Linked DNA regions of Pan troglodytes: region 1 is linked to region 2. A link is a contact called in public HiChIP or PLAC-seq data. All regions are on one chromosome and are shown on one strand. Each heading gives the region's core, a stretch centred on a gene start, on an enhancer-like site or on the middle of the called end of the contact. The rest is flanking DNA. Distances are from core to core; before and after follow the strand shown. Region 1 holds the start of UBXN2B (UBX domain protein 2B). Region 2 holds the start of FAM110B (family with sequence similarity 110 member B).

Region 1 (2,700 bases), core at 56-2,555, 410 kb after region 2:
TCCTTTGTAACCCTCCCAAGCAAAGCTCTACTGCAAGCTGCATCTTGTCCGTTTACATATCTCTTTTCCCTACTAGACTGAGTTTCATAATGACTGGGACTATTTCTTTTTACCTTTGCATCCCTTGGGCATAAAAGTGCCTAGGAGGCCGGGCGCAGTGGCTCACGCCTATAATCCCAGCACTTTGGGAGGCCGAGGTGGGCAGATCATGAGGTCAGGAGATCAAGACCATCCTGGCCAACATGGTGAAACCCCGTCTTTACTAAAAATACAAAAGTTAGCCGGGCATGGCGGCGCGCACCTGTAGTCCAAGCTACTCGGGAGGCTGAGGCAGGAGAATTGCTTGAACCCGGGAGGTGGAGGCTGCAGTGAGCCGAGATCGCGCCACTGCACTCCAGCTTGGGCGACAGAGCGAGGCTCCGTCTCAAAAAAAAAAAAGTGCCTAGGATAAGAAGACCAGAGTCTAAATCAATTTCAGTTGAATGACAAGGGCTTGATAGTCTCGAGATCTGCTTTTTTTCTGTTTTGAGACGGATCCTCCCTCTGTCGCCAGGCTGGAGTGCAGTGGCGCGATCTCGGCTCCCTGCAACCTCCGACTCCCTGATTCAAGCGATTCTCCTGCGTCAGTCTCCCAAGTAGCTCGGACTACAGGCACGCTCCGCCACGCCCAGCTAATTTTTGTGTGTGTGTATATATATATATATATATATATACATACACATATACATATATATATACACATATACATATATATATATATATTTTTTTTTTTTTAGTAGAGAAGGGGTTTCACCATGTTGGCCAGGATGGTCTCGATCACCTCGTCCGCCTCGGCCTCCCAAAGTGCTGGGACTACAGGCGTGAGCCACAGGCCCGGCAGAGTTCTGCTTTTAGCAAATTATTCCAAGCACTTTTTACGGTGTTTTTCACTCTCAGTGCTAATTCACGCTGTGGTGACGATGTACCATCCAATCCTTGATAGGAAAGATCAGAGAATCTGACCAAGACTAGATGGAGAGGTTGCAATTTTTCATCAGATGAAAAATCCAGAGGATGTTTTCATTGTTGAGCTAAATGAATCTGCAAGTCTATGCTGCCCTCTAGGGCGGCCTACAGTGCCTTTAGGCGAGTAGCAGGGGCAACACAAAACTTAACAGAGGTTTCCCTGCGGAGAAACTCCCTTTAAGAAAAAAGGAGAAACCAAAAAGGTGGGCCAGCACCGGAAACGGGGGCGCGGGTTCGGGTAGCGGGGACGCGCACGCACCTTGCGCGTCTTCGCCCCTCCTGCGGTTGCCAGGCAACCGGCCCCGGAAGTTGCGGCAGGTGCGTCCGCAGCGGGCGCCGCTAGCCAGCGGAAGATGGCGGAGGGCGGAGGCCCTGAGCCCGGCGAGCAGGAGAGGAGGTCTTCCGGGCCGCGGCCTCCGAGCGCGCGGGATTTGCAGGTGAGGCGAGGAGCCGGGGGAGGGAGCGCCGCGGTGGACGCGGGCTGGTGACGGCGCGGCCTGGTGCGAGTTGGAGGCCACCTCTGGCCTCGGCGGAGCCTTTCCCCGACCCCGTCTGGGGATAGAATCCGGCGCCCGGTCTCTCGAGGTCGGGTCTTGACACTGTGGTGGTCGTGAACACAAGTGCCCAAGCCTCCAGCGCTGGTGCTTTGTCTCCCTTCCACCCCACGTACGATGTAAAAATAGCTATTCGTTTAGAATCACATTTTGCGGGGTCAGTTGGTCGGTTCACGGGTTGATGCTTCCTTCTTGAGACTTACTCCAGAAGAAAGGTTACTGTGGCCGCAGGGAAGTAGACAGTCACCTGAACAGTAATGATACGTGATTTGTTCTTTTTTGTCTTGGATGCTATTTCTGACTTGCTTACTTAAATATAAAAATGGTTCCATTTTATCAGGTAGGTTTTTCTTTTAAAGGGGTGAAGGAAAGCGATGCACTCTATGCCCATACAGCCTAGTTGTCTAAGCTGTGGTCTTTAAAACATTGCACTGAAGAAACTGGGAAATAAAACTTCGTAATGTTGTGTAGGACACTAGTATTAGTTAGCTAAATAGTAGCGCACCAAATCCCGTTTTATCAGATACTAACGCCACTTTTCTCATTTTAGGCGTTTTTGTGTCTCATTATAAGATTATTGATAAAAATTTAACAAGTAAATATCAGTAAGGAGATACTAAGGAGAATCTTGGTAGAACAGTTTTACTGTATTACTTTACAACCACACTTCATTCTAATGTGAACAAACCACCATCCATTGTAACATACTGCTGAGCTTTGGGAATGTGGAAATAAGGACATCAAATCCTTAGTCGGTGCTGAACTCTATTGATGGGTAGGTATGTAAGTGTGAAAGACAGTTCTACCTTTTGGAAGCCTACAGATTTCTTCGAAGAAATAGGGTATGAATACTTAGCATAACATTTTAAGATGGAGTATGATTGGGTGCCAAAATAAGCAGTGCATAAAGCGAAGAATTTGGAGGCTGGAGAGATCAGTGTAACATTAGGAGGTGAACTTAATGTAGAATAGTTCCAGCTCCCATAGTTGGTTCAGTAGTAGTAAACAGTATCAAGGGATAGGAAGCTATTGTGTACCTCATCTTTCCTATTATAAACCCACATCACTAAGAGGCGGCATGGAGTTAGTAGTCCCACCAATTTTGGTTTGCCTCTTAGTCCTGCTACTTAGTAGTTTTGTG
Region 2 (2,700 bases), core at 167-2,666:
CTGTCTCCATTGCTCAGTTTGGCTTTTTTTCTGGTTTTGTTTTATTCTCCAGTAAGTTGACTCCAGCTGCTGCACGCATATATGATATGGTCCCAGGAGCTGCCCTGTCAGTCAGGGAAAGCACCCTCCTCCTTTGTTCTCAGACGATATTCTAATTGGCTGGCCTGGGTCATATCCCTCACAATGTCAGGAAGCTCTGTGGGCTAGTCACACCCAATGGGAGGGGGAAATTCCTAAAAGGAAGATATTGGGGCAAAGAAGTGGGGAAAAAAAGTATACTTGAGAGGGAGAGAAGTTGGTTCCATTTGCTATGGGAATGATGAAAAATAGTTTATTTCTATTGTTATATGACTTTTGGAGTTAATGGAGACCACAACGTAATCTGTGATCACAAGGAATGTATTAGTATGCCAAAGGAAAGTTCCATTTAAATCCCAGTATCATGTCACTTTCTTAAAATGGTAATCTTTTAAATAGAAAAAAAAATATTATTATAAAGTCTGAGTTTATTTAGTTGGCAACTTCTTAACTATTATGAAACTATAGATTCATTGAATTGAAGCACAATTCAAACATAAACGATCTTTCTGAGAAAATGAGATGAGTGAAATCGTATTGTTAATGTACCAGAGATTAAAAAGAAATCCTTGCTAAATATTTTCTAGAAGAAACAATTATTTTGTGAGTCCATATCCCATTCAAATTCATTTTGATAAAGATGGATTTTATCTTTTAGACTTCCCAATAGCAAAATTAAATTACAATCTGTTTAGTCTTCCTAAAACAAATCCTTTCCTGAAACAACCAAGTTATTAAGCAAATCTAAGCAGAAAGTATTCTCAAATAATATATTAGGCGATTAATAATGATGCACCCCAAAGCATTTCATTTTAAAACATCAGCTGGCCCACATTTCAGAGGTAGTACATCATGCTTGATATTTTTCGTTATTTACTATTTTCTCCAAACATTTTTTTGAAGTCTTAAAAATGCCTTCAGAAATTAAGCTAGGACGCTCCATCTGAGTATATGAAAGTTAGTAAACAGAAAATGTCAAGCACCAAGACGTTTGGATGGCTGGACTACCAGGTGGGGTTATCTCATTCAGGACACAGGCTCTAAGTCTCCAGCGCTGAGCGATCTGCACTGGGATGGCAGTCCGAGATCCAGCGGTATCACCGGGTGGGAGCAGGGTGGGGGTGCTTGCGTGCGGACATAGGTGGGAGTGGGGGATAGGGAGGAAATGGAGGCGCCGACGGAGTGGAATGGGGGGTGGGTCAGGGATGGGGTGGGATGGGCATCAGTAGCGGGGTGGAGATGTTGAGAGAGAGGCAGGGCTTGGAGTGGAGGTGCGAGAAGGGTGGGGACCCGGAAGGTGGGGTGGGGGCGGGATGGAGGCGGGGCGGGGCGCACGAGGGGCGTGTACACTGGCTCAGGGACACGCGCTCTCGGCCACAGCAACTGGCTCCAAGTTCCCTCCCTCGCTCTCCGGCGAAGCCTGCCTGAGCCCTCCCACTCGGTGCAGACCGAACCATCGCGGCCGCCGCCAGCCGGGCCCTCCGCGGCCGCGCGTCCTGGGCCCGTTCCGCCAGCCCCGTCTGCTCTCTACCCGCGGCCCCGCGGCGGCGACCGTGAACACTCGGCGGCCCCTACAGCCCGCTCTCGGCCCTTCGTCCCTCGCGGGCCCCGACTCTCCCTCCTTGCAGTCCCCCGGAGCCTGGCGCCCGGCTCGGGCCGCACCGCCAGGGACTGGGGTGAGCGGCCCAGGTAAGACTGGGCCGTGGGGGCCGGGAGAGAGACTGCTGGGCGGGGGTTGGGATTCGGGTTCAGTGGTCGCGCCGCGCCCCGACTGCGGACAATGCGGGCGCTGCGCGTGGCCAGGCGGCGCGGAGCTAAGCCGGCTCTGCGCCTGCAGCTTCCCCGCCCGGCCCGGGTCTCCGTTGAGCCCGGCCTCACTGGCCCAGGCGGACCCCGTCCGGCTTTCTGGGCCGCCGGGGGAGGCGCAGCGCCGCTGCCTGCCCCGCGCCCCCTCTGCGCTCGGCTTGGCTGCACGTCCCGGGCTCGGCTAGGAGGCTGGGCACGGGGCCGGGGCTGGAGCCGGGGTTGGAGCCAGGGCGGGGGGAAGCTGGCCGCGCTGCGGAGCGGAGGTGGGCTCCGAAAGCGCGCCGCCGGTTGCTGCTGGAGGAGTGGGACTACGAAGGATGGGGACTCCGCTCGGCCACCGCTCCTTGAATGGTCTCTAATCTCGGTGTTAAATACTTTGAGAGTATCAATACCACCTAATCCTTTGCTGAGAATTACTGCTAGAAATGTAGATTCTGAGGTTCCGAAAGTTTGTTTTTGGTTACCCCCTCCAGCTCCTCCCGTGGCCTCAATTGTCTCTATTTTCTTTGAAAGCATACAAATTTGAAATAGAATTAAATTCTCCTTGGCTCACTCGTGCCTCCATCACCCAGCGGAGCTCATAACTTGGCAACAAAGCCCATACAGGCTGTGGGAAGCCGTGATGCCTGCTGCCCAGCCTGGTGCCCTCCTATTGTTTAGAGCTGGAGCTGTACAGTGTAAATGGCAGTGACAGGTCTCCCTTAAGCTGGCTCGTGGGGAAGGAAGGGAGATAACTTTGCAGTGTGCTTAAATTACTCTGGAAAGTGGAAAGAAAACACCTGGTGCTCAGCTTTTTAACCCTTTCAAGTTGTTATT

What was found. HiChIP or PLAC-seq counts read pairs in DNA pulled down with a chosen protein or histone mark.
Region 1: an H3K4me3 HiChIP or PLAC-seq map of stem cell-derived excitatory neurons shows a contact between it and region 2, with 4 times the contacts expected there. The contact joins the promoter of UBXN2B here to the promoter of FAM110B in region 2. A contact is called at or near these places in 2 of 7 Hi-C or Micro-C datasets (a lymphoblastoid cell line and stem cell-derived neural progenitor cells) and 1 of 1 datasets of contacts at active chromatin or transcription factors (stem cell-derived excitatory neurons).

What each region holds. Positions count from the first base shown.
Region 1 is chr7:67,037,445-67,040,144 of NHGRI_mPanTro3-v2.0_pri, forward strand. It overlaps UBXN2B (UBX domain protein 2B), which reads left to right and starts at 1,306. Exons shown (of 7, transcript XM_009455423.5): 1 at 1,306-1,442. The coding sequence starts at 1,359.
Region 2 is chr7:66,622,954-66,625,653 of NHGRI_mPanTro3-v2.0_pri, forward strand. It overlaps FAM110B (family with sequence similarity 110 member B), which reads left to right and starts at 1,417. Exons shown (of 4, transcript XR_010159567.1): 1 at 1,417-1,767.